Linked DNA regions of Mus musculus: region 2 is linked to region 1. A link is a contact called in public HiChIP or PLAC-seq data. All regions are on one chromosome and are shown on one strand. Each heading gives the region's core, a stretch centred on a gene start, on an enhancer-like site or on the middle of the called end of the contact. The rest is flanking DNA. Distances are from core to core; before and after follow the strand shown. Region 1 holds the start of 9330133O14Rik (RIKEN cDNA 9330133O14 gene). Region 2 has its middle 8.4 kb from the start of Mir7080.

Evidence for each region. HiChIP or PLAC-seq counts read pairs in DNA pulled down with a chosen protein or histone mark.
Region 2: an H3K27ac HiChIP or PLAC-seq map of large pre-B cells shows a contact between it and region 1, with 3 times the contacts expected there. The contact joins the enhancer-like site here to the promoter of 9330133O14Rik in region 1. A contact is called at or near these places in 3 of 39 promoter capture datasets (embryonic stem cells, liver and stem cell-derived epiblast-like cells), 4 of 115 datasets of contacts at active chromatin or transcription factors (astrocytes, differentiating embryonic stem cells, embryonic midbrain and 1 more) and 2 of 9 other capture datasets (embryonic stem cells and liver).

The regions. Positions count from the first base shown.
Region 1 is chr8:122,440,765-122,446,330 of GRCm38.p6, reverse strand. It overlaps 9330133O14Rik (RIKEN cDNA 9330133O14 gene), which reads right to left and starts at 2,675. Exons shown (of 1, transcript NR_045696.1): 1 at 1-2,675. It overlaps Mvd (mevalonate (diphospho) decarboxylase), which reads left to right and starts at 2,909. Exons shown (of 10, transcript NM_138656.2): 1 at 2,909-3,037. The coding sequence starts at 2,965. Gm20735 (predicted gene, 20735) reads left to right here. Exons shown (of 3, transcript NR_015497.2): 3 at 690-1,063.
Region 2 is chr8:123,135,697-123,141,262 of GRCm38.p6, reverse strand. No RefSeq gene overlaps it. Among named protein-coding and RNA genes, the nearest start is that of Mir7080, 8.4 kb to the right of the region's middle. Within about 2 kb of position 3,447, at least 137 of the 459 cell types and tissues checked have an H3K27ac peak or open chromatin away from gene starts, as enhancers often do. A contact at or near this core is called in astrocytes, where this site is marked.

The DNA of each region.
Region 1 (5,566 bases), core at 1,426-3,925:
AGTCCCTGTCCCCTGCTGTGGCTATGTAGCTGGACACCTCCCACCCTAGTCTTCCCCACACAAATACTCCAGCTCCTCTCCAAGATGTGACGCTACATGCACTTTTGGCAGAATTGCATACAGCTGTTTGGAAGGAGTGGCTGGCTGCTCAGGTAAGGCTGCCTAACTCCTGAAGATGTGGAAGTTTGGCGCATACCTGTTTAAAGGCCATGTTGGGCTGTGGTCACAGAGGCCAAACAAAGGAGGGCCTTTAGAGGTCGCCCAGTGCAGTGGCCTGATTTGTCAGGGCCAAGTGACAGGGGCCAAAATCCAGGCAAAGAACAAGCCAGGGGGAGCGGGAAGGAAGGAACAATGACTCCTGAGGGCTGGTGCCCAGGAACCCGCACAGGTCAGAGGAGGGCTTGGTGACGACCCTCCCGGCCTGAGGAAGGAAGGGATTTGCTTCTTGTGGCAGGGCAAGGAAATTCCAGCCTGGGGTGGGCCCGACCATTTCTCCTTCCCCTCTGCTCAATGCAACTTTCCTTCCTCCCCTAGTTCTGCCCAGGCCCCAAACCTCCCCTCGGACCTTTGCTACCTTAGCCCCCCTAAACACAGCTGCCAGCCTACAGTCACCCACATGATTGGCTGCGCATGCCAGCCAGCCCTGCACTGAGCTGTTTCTTGTTTTTTTTGTTTTTGTTTTTGACAAGGAACCAGAACCCTTGGATGAAATCTACCTCTCTACCAGTCTCTATGGTTACCCAGGCCGGCCAGGTGCTCTGGAACAACTCTGACCTCTGAAGACTTCTCTAGGGAACTGAGTTCAAAGGGACAAGCGACAGGGGCACAGAAATCCACAAACAGCATCCTCCCTTTTGAGGTTGCTTTTAGAGGTTTTCTGTCCCCAGTGCCTGGGCTGGGAACCACAGCTGCACGTTGGTCCCCTCTGCTGGCCTGTTCAGACCAAGCTCTGAGGTGCAAGCAGATGGTCACTCAGCCCTGGTGGACTCTCCTCCCTTCATGTCTCATGCATGTGTGTATCCCTGACCTAACAGTGAACTTCACAAACATGACAGACATTTACAACATTTGATGAGTAGAGAGATGACCTACTACTGACTCTTAGCTTCAAAGTATATGGGGTTTCAGGTACTGGTGTCCTTCAGCTCATGAGGTGACCTTGGTCTCTGTACCTGATAATGTACAAAAATACCCATGGGTGAAACTATTCATTCCGGAGTAAATTAATTGTTCTCTTCTTTCTTTAACTTATTGTTTTTATTTTTTAGAGACAGGATCTCACAGTGAACTTCTGGCTGGCCTTGAACTCACAGAGACATCCTCCCCCCTTCTTCTTCTTTGGGTTTATTTATTTAGGTTTTTTCAAGACATGGTTTCTGTGTAGCCCTGGAACTTACTCTGTAGATCAGGCTGCCCTGGAATTTACAGAAATCCACCTGACCTCTGCCTCCTGAGTGTTGGGATTAAACACACCACCTTTCTGCTGGTGTGTGTGTGTGTGTGTGTGTGTGTGTGTGTGTGTGTGTGTATGAAGCAGAAAAGTTATTGCAAGAGAAATTGAAAATACGAGCCATCTCACAAGCCACAAGGAAACAATAGTGAACTCCCATTGGTCAGCTGTCAGCCTGACTGACAGGCTGTCTACTGTGGCGCAGAAGGCCTATTCACACACTCTCGCTCTAGCAGAGAGAGCTGAGCAATCGATCCAGCTTCCAAGATGGCAGCCGGCCAACAGCTATCAACATCGCCCCAGGCACATAGCTGCTTGGCTGGTTCATCCACTTCTAGGAATCTACGCAAGCACTCTTATACACAATGCAAGGAAAGTCCGGTGCATGGCTTCCAAGGGGGACGGCTTGAGTCAATTACCGACGGTCTAGACAAACAAGGAAGCTGTTTTGGTGTGCAGCTGGAAAGTGTCCAAGAAACTCAGACGTAGAAAAAGCAGCATGGAAAAAAAAAGCAACTCCCATTCACTGTGTAGAAAATGTCAGCCAGAAGGCTGTGAAAGGATTAGGTACCATCCACACTCCTAGGAACAGAACTGGTGGCCTGGGTGGGTATCGTGTGCTCGCACATCTTCGGAACTCTAAGCCATTCAACAGCCACGATTTTACAGGAGGTGGAACCAGGAAGTTGTATCTGTTTCTGTTGGAGAATGGATGGTTAGTTCTGGAAACAGAGGTGACGGTTGTATCAAGTAAATATACTAAAGGTCACTAAACTGTACCGTAAGAATGACACAGAAATGTGCCGATCCATTTCAGCTACGGAAAAAAAAAAAAAAAAAACGACAAAATTCTTGCTTGTGTGGAGCTTGGGAGAGAAAATGCCCATCTCGGATGCAGTACATCCGCCGGCGCGGCGGCTGGACACCTCAGGCAAGCTGTGAGACCCCAGACTGTGGGACCAGGAGACTGGAGGTTGTGACAAGAGAAGTCAGATTGTGAATGTAGAAGATTCCAGGATGTGGGGCTCGGGCGCGACCTTGGGCTGCGGATCCCTCCGGATTCACCGTCTAGTGAGCTTTTCATGCAGCGTAGAGGCTAGATGCGTATCCTTTTTCAGCTCCGCTGTTTCAGCAGCAGATGGCCCCGCTGTCCCGACGGTCACTCAGGCTATCCAGTGGTGCTTGTGCCAGAAGGAGGAACCTTTGTAAGAAGGAGGCCTCCTACGCCTGCGCAGATACCACCTCCTGCGCATGCGTAGATTCCACTCCCTGAGCGGACCCCGCCTCTCGCTCGCAGCCACGAGCTTGCAGGCACCGGGGGCGGGCTCAGTGTCAGCCGCACATCATTCGATCCTGTCCATAGGCTAAAAAGTGGATCATGGGCTCGGCCTGTCGCCTATTGGACAGCACGGGAAAAGCCCGGCCAGCGGGCCAATCATATGGCAGCGCGTGAGTCTGTAGACACCGGGTAATCGGTGCTGGGCTCTCTAGCTCGGGACTCCAGCATCTCAGTTATGGCCTCAGAAAAGCCTCAGGACCTAATGGTCACCTGCACGGCGCCGGTCAACATCGCAGTTATCAAGTACTGTGAGTGCTGGAGACAACAGTCACCTCGGCCGGGATCGGGGCATAGAGCTGGAGGCTGTAGTCACTGGGACCCCTGGGCTCGAGGGTCGGGTTCCAGAGTAGCTGGGCTGGAAAGGGGATCCTCCAGGCTGGAATGAGGGGGAAGTTCGCCACCGTCAGATCCATGGGCACAGTGGTGGAAATGGGGGTTACTACAACCAGGATCGGGGAGCCTGGGAGTTGGAGACCGGGGCACAGGTGCCGGGATCGATGTGCACAGGGCTGGAGATGAGGGTCACTGCTGCCGGGATTCAGGGTCCTAGGGCTGGAGGGAAAGACCAATGTCCCGGATCTGGAGTAGCTGGGCTGGAGAAGGCTGGGAGGGTAGCTCAGGGATGAAGGGGGCGTTGCCATGCAGGGATCCGAGGGGCGCTGGTGAGGGGCAGATCTTCCTCCCTCCCTGGTGACACTTGTAAACTGGGGAGGTATTGCCGGGACCAGGGCTTCTCACCCCAGTCTCCCTCTGCTCTTCCTTCCACCGTGGTCATTTAGAAGTGGATCCACGCAGCCTGTAGATTCTTGAGTTTGGCTCGTTTCAGTACGCACGCTCTTCCCGAGGATTATCCAGGTGGACGCAGCAGGATTTCATTGCCCACTGTTGCTTAGGCCCTAGAACAGGGGCTCTGTTGTTACCAGGAAAACTGCTGCCACATTTATGGGCAGGTTTTGGTGTGAACTTTCATCCTTCCTAGGAAGAATGCCCTGGCAGCTCTGGGAGAACAAGAGTCAGTTCTTCATTCTGTTAATGATCTGTGGGTTCCCTGGGGTGGCAGTACCCAGCTGGTATTCCCACCAGTGCTACGCCAACCCTTAAGATTTAATTAATTTATTTAATGTATATGAGTACATTATAGTTGTGAACCTTCATGTGGTTGTTGGGGATTGAATTTAGTACCTTTGCTTGCTCCAGTCAACCCCAGCTCTCTCTGGCCCAAAGATTTATTTATTATTATAAATAATTATTATAAATAATTACACTGTAGCTATTTCAGGTGCACCACAAGAGGGGGTCAGATCTCATTACAGATGGTTGTGAGCCACCATGTGGTTGCTGGGATTTGAACTCAGGACCTTTGGAAGAGCAATCGGCGCTCTTATCCACTGAGCCATCTCTCCAGCTCCCCATTTCTTACTTCATCTCTTTGCGGGCCATTTCTTCTTTGCGTGGTTGCTGCTTGGAGCACTTCCATGGTGGCTGCTTTAAAGCCTTTGCCAGCAGTTGCAGCATCTCTAGACACTTCAACGTTAGTGTCTTTTGGTTTTTGTCTCAGTGTGAGATCCTCCTTTTTGGTGTGACATGATTTGGGGTGAGATCTAATGGTTTTCTGCTGTGCACTGAGACTCAAGTCCTATTAAAACCTTTAGCTGGGCCTGGAGAGATGGCTTAGTGATTAAGAGCACTGACTGCTCTTCCAGAGGTCCTGAGTTCAATTCCCAGTAACCACATAGTGGCTCACAACCATCTGTAATGGGATCCTCTGGTGTGTCTGAAGACAACAACAGTGTACTCACATACATGAAATAAATAAATAAATCTTTTAAAAAACAAAGCATAACCTTTAGCTATTGGAGGAGGGACACCACCTCTTTTATGGCAGACAGATAGATACACCTACTTTGTATGATACTTGTTCCTGCTGGGGCTCTGTAGGGTTCCTGCAGGAGCCATCAGGCCTCCTCTGGAAACTGCAGGCCAGGCTGGGAGAAGCATCCATCTGCCCTGTGGATGAAGTCCAGGTGGCCAGCTGAGCCAGGGCAGCCTGCTGTCCTTCAGGGAGGAAAGTGTGGAACTCCCAGGCTAACAGAGCCTTGGAACAAGGGCAGGGCTGAAACAAACAAAGTTTGTCGCACTCAGCTGCCTGGGTTTTCTTGATGCAAGTGTTGCTGACCTGGGACCAGTGGGCAAGAAGAAACCCACATAAGTGTACCCAAAGCCAAGTCGGGCAGTGGTGGCACATGCCTTTAATCTCAGCACTTGGGAGGCAGAGGCAGGAGGATTTCTGAGTTCGAGGCCAGCCTGGTCTACAGAGTGAGTCCAGGACAGCCAGGGCTACACAGAGAAACCCTGTCTCCAAAAATCAAACAAACAAACAAAAAAAAATAGTGTACCCAAAGCCATATACCCTAGCGGTGCCTACATCTGAGGCCCCAGGGTCTTCCTTCCTGTCTTGTATAGGGCAGCTGGGCTTCAGCCTTAGGCCATAGGGCATCCGCTCTGTGTTCTTCAGAGCAGCCCTGTGGTTCCAGGAGAGCTACCTGTGTGCAGATGTCTGTCTGTAGGCAGCAAAGGGTGAAATCACCTGCCCAGTGGGTCTTTTGTTATCGCCTGGCCAAACAACTCCTAATTAGCCAAGCATGTGCAGAAACCCGACATAAGTGTGATGCTACAAGCTAAGAGCTGCGGGCACCCTCAGATATCTGCGCCTCAGGCTTTCTGGGACATTTTTTTTTTTAAAAGATTTATTTATTATTAAATCTGAGTACACTGTA
Region 2 (5,566 bases), core at 2,198-4,697, 690 kb before region 1:
TGACTCCACGCCAGTGCCCATGGGTAGGAGGAGCCCAAGGGTGGAGGCATCAAGCACACAGGACTGGGGTTGCCTGCAGAGGGAAGGAAGGTGACTTGCAGCACTGGACACTGAAGCCAGGAATCCACACACACTTAGCAAGGACTCTACAACTTCTGGAAGCCAGCCTAGTCTACATCGTGAGTTCCAGGACAACCAGGGCTATGTAGAGAGACCCTATCTCAGAGAGAGAGAGAGAGGGAGAGAGAGAGAGATACATACGAGTTCTCCAAGGAGTGTCTGTCTGTTGCGGGGTTGCTCTTAGCAGCCCAAGTCCTCGTACTGAAAGGACAATTGAATGGCCACAGCCAGGGACGCTGTCCCCAGACTTCATTATAGATGCCGTTTATAATGGTTGCGAACACAGCAGCAGCATCCTTGACTCTGGACCTTCTATGTGTCCCAGAGTGGGAGTTCCTATGACAACAGGTGACTTTTCCAAAGACCCCATGAGCTGGGAATGTAACCCAGTCGCTGAGATGCTCGCCTGGTGTTCAGGAAGCCCCAAATATGACCTCAAGCATTCATGAAACCTAACACAATGGTTCATGCCTGGAATCCAAACACTGGGGAGGAAGGGATAGGAGGATCAGAAGCCACAGGTCATCGTTAGCTACATAGTAAGTGGTTATATAAGACGCTGGCTCAAACAGCCTGATGTGGTGAAGCACACCTGTAACCCTAGTAGCACTTGGGAGACAGAGGCCAATGGATCTCTGGGAGGTCAAGGTCAGCTTGATCTATGTGATGGTTTGTATATTCTTGGACCAGGGAGTGGCACCATTTGGAGGTGTGGCCTTGTTGGAATAGGTGTGACCTGGTTGGGATGGGTGTGCCACTGTGGGTGTGGGCTTAAGATCCTCACCCTACTTGCCTGGAAGTCAGTCTTCCACTAGCAGCCTTTGGATGAAGATGTAGAACTCACAGCTCTGCCTGTGCCATGCCTGTCTAGATGCTGCCCTGCTCCCACCTTGATGATAATGGACTGGACCTCTGAACCTGTAAGCCGGCCCCAAATAAATGTTGCTTTTTATAAGACTTGCCTTGGTCATGGTGTCTGTTCACAGCAGTAAAGCCCTAACTTAGACAGTCTACATAGAGAGTTCCAACTCACCCAGTGCTACTTGGTGAGACCTTGTCTCAAAACAACAAGAAAAACCCAGGAGTCCCCAGTGGCCTGGAAGCACTGTGCCTCAACAGCAGAGAAAGAAATGGAAGTCAAGTCCCAGCACTTGGCACATGCCCAGAAGGGCTGAGAAGAAGGCACAAAAGGTGGCAAGTGTTCTGGATGGGCCCTGCCTCCTGACAAACTGTGTTCACCCTGGGACCAGCGGGCCAGCCTCCAAAAACTGAGTATAGGGACGTCCAGAGCAGCCCCCTAGCTAAAGAAGGATGCACAGCACAGAGGCAATGGAGGGGGAACCTCCTACCATGGGGTGAGAGATACGTATTCTGGATGCTACAGGTCAGTGAGAAGAGGGCCACGTGTACAGAGATTCCATGCACATAAGGTCCAAAGCCCAGCAAAACAGTAGGTGACCTTGTGACCATTTGGGGAAGTAGTAGCACCAGGGTGCTCCCAGGAGGTGCTCCCAGAAGGTGCTCCAGACCACAAAGAGGCACAGATACTTGTCTCGAGCCACAATAGCTAATGATCCAGGATGGGCCCAGGGTTTTTTTTAGATGAGTCCAGCAAGGACTTAGGATGGAGCTGAGCCAGTAAGAGCAGGCTCTCTTGGTAATATAGACTGGAATTGGGAGTGTAATTGTAATGGAGTCTTAAAGGACATACTGACCCTCTTCTAGACTCTCCTTTAGGGCCAGGAGCCTGGACTACGCAATGCAGCAGTCTAGGAAAAAAGAGAAACTATGTGAGCCAGAAGGAGTGCTCTCTCTCTCTCTCTCTCTCTCTCTCTCTGTGTGTGTGTGTGTGTCTGCGTCTGTGTCTGTCTGTCTGTCTCTATGTTTCTATGTCTCCGTCTCTCTGTCTCTGTCTGTCTCTGTATCTGTCTCTCTGTATCTGTCTCTGTCTCTCTGTATCTTTCTCTGTCTCTGTCTCTCCCTCTCTGTCTCTGTCTCTCTGTCTCTCTCCCTCTGTTTCACATGATGACTGAGACCTTGATATTTATTATCCTGAAACCCCACCAAGGATCACCTTGAAGTCTAGGCCTCAGGCCTGGCCAGGGTCAGGGTTGTGGCCCTGGCTGAGAGAGAACACTGAGAAGCAGCTGGCTCTGGAGGTGTCTTAGGACGTGTCCCCAAGTCTCATCTTGGTTGCTGAAGTAGATGCCACCAAAGCTAGAGCCCAGAGCAAGGGAGGAACCCCTGCTGCCTCACAGCCCTGCCCACCTCCTTTAGCCCAGGGCTGTTTCTCGGGGATATTCTGTTCAACATTGGTAACTCTGAGGATTTAGCCCATTAACCCTTGGCCATCAGTTCCCCCACCCACAGCCTAAAACGACGACATGTAACTCCTGGCACCCTGAACAGATGGCTTCTTACCCTACTTCCTCTGGCTGAGATTCTCGTATACTTGTAAAATGGAGCCTTCTAGGGGTGAGGCTACCCAGGGCAAACTCCACGAACCCACCTAATGCCTGAATTTTCATGCATGTGGTAAGGGGCATAGCTCTCTCGTGCACTGGCCTTCAAGCCCCAGTGCTCATTTACAAACTGGGCACAGTGACATAGCTGTTCAAGAGAGATACAGGCTTCACCCTGCAGATAACCTCTTTAAATCTGGATGTTCTTGTTGGGTTAAAGCCCCATAGAGTAGGCCAACTGGGAGAGTCTTGGAAGAGGCTTCAATAGTTAAAGCAACAGAGGAGAGTGCGGCCCTTCCCACACATGCACACTCAGACACATGGTAAAACAACACACAAACATGCGCGCGCACACGCGCACACGCGCGCGCACACACACACACACACTTGTGTGTGCACAGACACACACCTGAACACACCTGTATACATAACCAAAACTCAAGGCTTTGCAACCTGGGAGTCAAGCACGAAGGGCCCAGCTCAAGATTCTGCTGTGCATTCTTGGCTAACTGGCTGCATTTCTCTGAGTTCAACTCCCCTTTCCATGAAACGCACACACGCACTCACAGTAGGCCATCACGTGGGGCTGTTGTGAGAACTCAACACAGCAGGCAATGTTTAAGCAAATGGCTTAGGGAGTTCTGAGGAGGGAGGGATACTCCACCGTGTACAGGCACTGGATCTGGTGAGAGGAGGAGGGAGGGGGGAAGAGAGTTAGAAGAGAGAGGGGAGGGAGCAGGGAAGACACACCCCTAGAGCTGGCTGGTTGCCCACCATAAGGGGCCTGCACAGACAGGACAGGACAGGACCAGGTGGTGAAGGGAATGGGCTTCACTCACAGCTCTTGTGTGATTGGCCAGACTGCGTGGGGCTTGTCTGACAGCTTTTCAGCCCCCACACCAATTACAGGCACTTAGTCACAGGTTCCTGCCTGCACTTCCTCTCAGCAGCAGGGGAAAGAACAGCCTTCCAGTCCTTCTCACCCCCTCCATCCAGGCCTAGCTTGGATGAGGAGCAGGAGAGGCACTAATCCAGCCAGGCAGAGCTTGGCCTCCGAGGCCCAGGGGGCTCTGGAGGAGGGACAGTGAGGGGGGGAACACATTTAGAACACAGAGGAGGGACCTACAGAAGCTGGCTGTCCCCTTAGACTAATAAGCTGATACCACAAATCAGACTGACCACCACCCACCCTACCTCCTACAAAAGTCTTTATGTTACATCAGAGTGCATGGCAGGTCGAGCCGAAGTGCAGCGCTCAGAGCATAAGAAACTCTCAGTCGATTCAGTAAGGCAGCTATGTGGCTCTGCCTGAAGTCTCTCCTCTCTTAACAGTGACAGCAGCCAGGGCTGAATCTTAGGTAACTGAGAGAGGGGGACCATAAGGGGTCCTGAGGTCATTGATCCATTTAGTCAGGACAGAAGCTCACTGGGCCTGGAGACTTATTCTCATGACACTGGCCATGGGCCACTCTTGGCATGGTGGCCCCTTGGTGGCTAATATTTCAACTGAGCAGGACAGTATGTGGTATTTGTAGGAGTTTTGTTTATTTGTTTTTGTTTTTCAGGACAGAGTCTCTCTGTGTAGCCCTGGCTGTCCTATAACTCAATCTCTGGAACAGGCTGGCCTTGAACACAGAGATCTGCCTGCCTCTACCTCCTGAGTACTAGGATTAATGGTGTGCACCACCACCACCCAACATTTTTTTGTTTGTTTGTTTTTGTTTTTTTAAACAGGGTCCTCTTATGTAGCCTTAGCTAGCCTAGGATTTACTATGTAGACCAGGCTGGCCTTGAACTTACAGAAATCTGATATATCCACTTTCTGAATTCTGAGATCACTTAGCATGTGGTATTTTAATGACCTAGCTGTAGAAGTGACATTGGAACCCAAGTTCAAAAAGACAGAATGTAAGCCTACCTCTCAGTGGTACACTCGTAGCCCTGTTAAGTAGCCATACTTGTCTCTGGCAGACAAGGAACAAGGATCAGACCCCCTCAGATGGAGAGGCCGCCATCTCAGGCCAAAAGCTGTTAAAGGTCCACAGCTGTTAAACGCTGGTGCTGGCTAGGCAGATCACCCAATGCCTCCAGTTCTGCAGAGCCTGTGGAGAAAGGGCCGATCCCATAGCGTGAGTCAACCTCCAGGGTCCCAGTCAGTCCCAGTGGGTGGGCTTGTGGGGCCTGTGGCCACTCTAGGACCCCTAGTTCAGCCAACTTGGAAATTCTTCACCCAAGTCATTCCCGCGCTATCTGCTCGAGAGTGAGGCTCCAGCTGAGGTTGGGAGGCTCCCCAGCATCTGGGAACGCATTCCATCTGCCTCATTGGCTTTGTCTCACACAGGCTCCCCTCGATTCCAAGATCACATAGCACACACTTTTTTTTTTTTTTAAGATTTATTTTATTAATATATGTAAGTACACTATAGCTGTCTTCAGACACTCCAGAAGAGGGAGTCAGATCTTGTTGCGGATGGTTGTGAGCCACCATGTGGTTGCTGGGATTTGAACTCTGGACCTTCGGAAGAGCAGTCGGGTGCTCTTACCCACTGAGCCATCTCACCAGCCCAGCACACACTTTAAAGTAGCAAAGGGGGTGAACACAGGAACTCGGCCAATCGAGGATGTACTGGCCCTGCCCCCACCCAGCGCCTGACCCAGGCAAGTCCCTCCACTAATCCGAGCCATGATTTCCTTGTGAGGTGAGAGTCTAGGACACACTTCTGGACCAGGTTCCTCAAGCGCTGAGAGAAACTCACCCTCTCCTTGCTTTGTGATCTCTCACCCCTCCAGGCAGCAGCTATCCCAAGCCCTCCACACTGACTCTTCTAACGTGCATAAGCCTTTCCTCCATTCTCTTTCGTCTGCTGCTGCTGCTGCTGGGATCCCAGGTGCCTTGGCTTCACCAGAGAAGAACCCAGGCAAATCTAAAAACTGTCAGGCTCTTGCACTGTGGGACTGGGTCAGACGTGGCTGACACCCTGGGC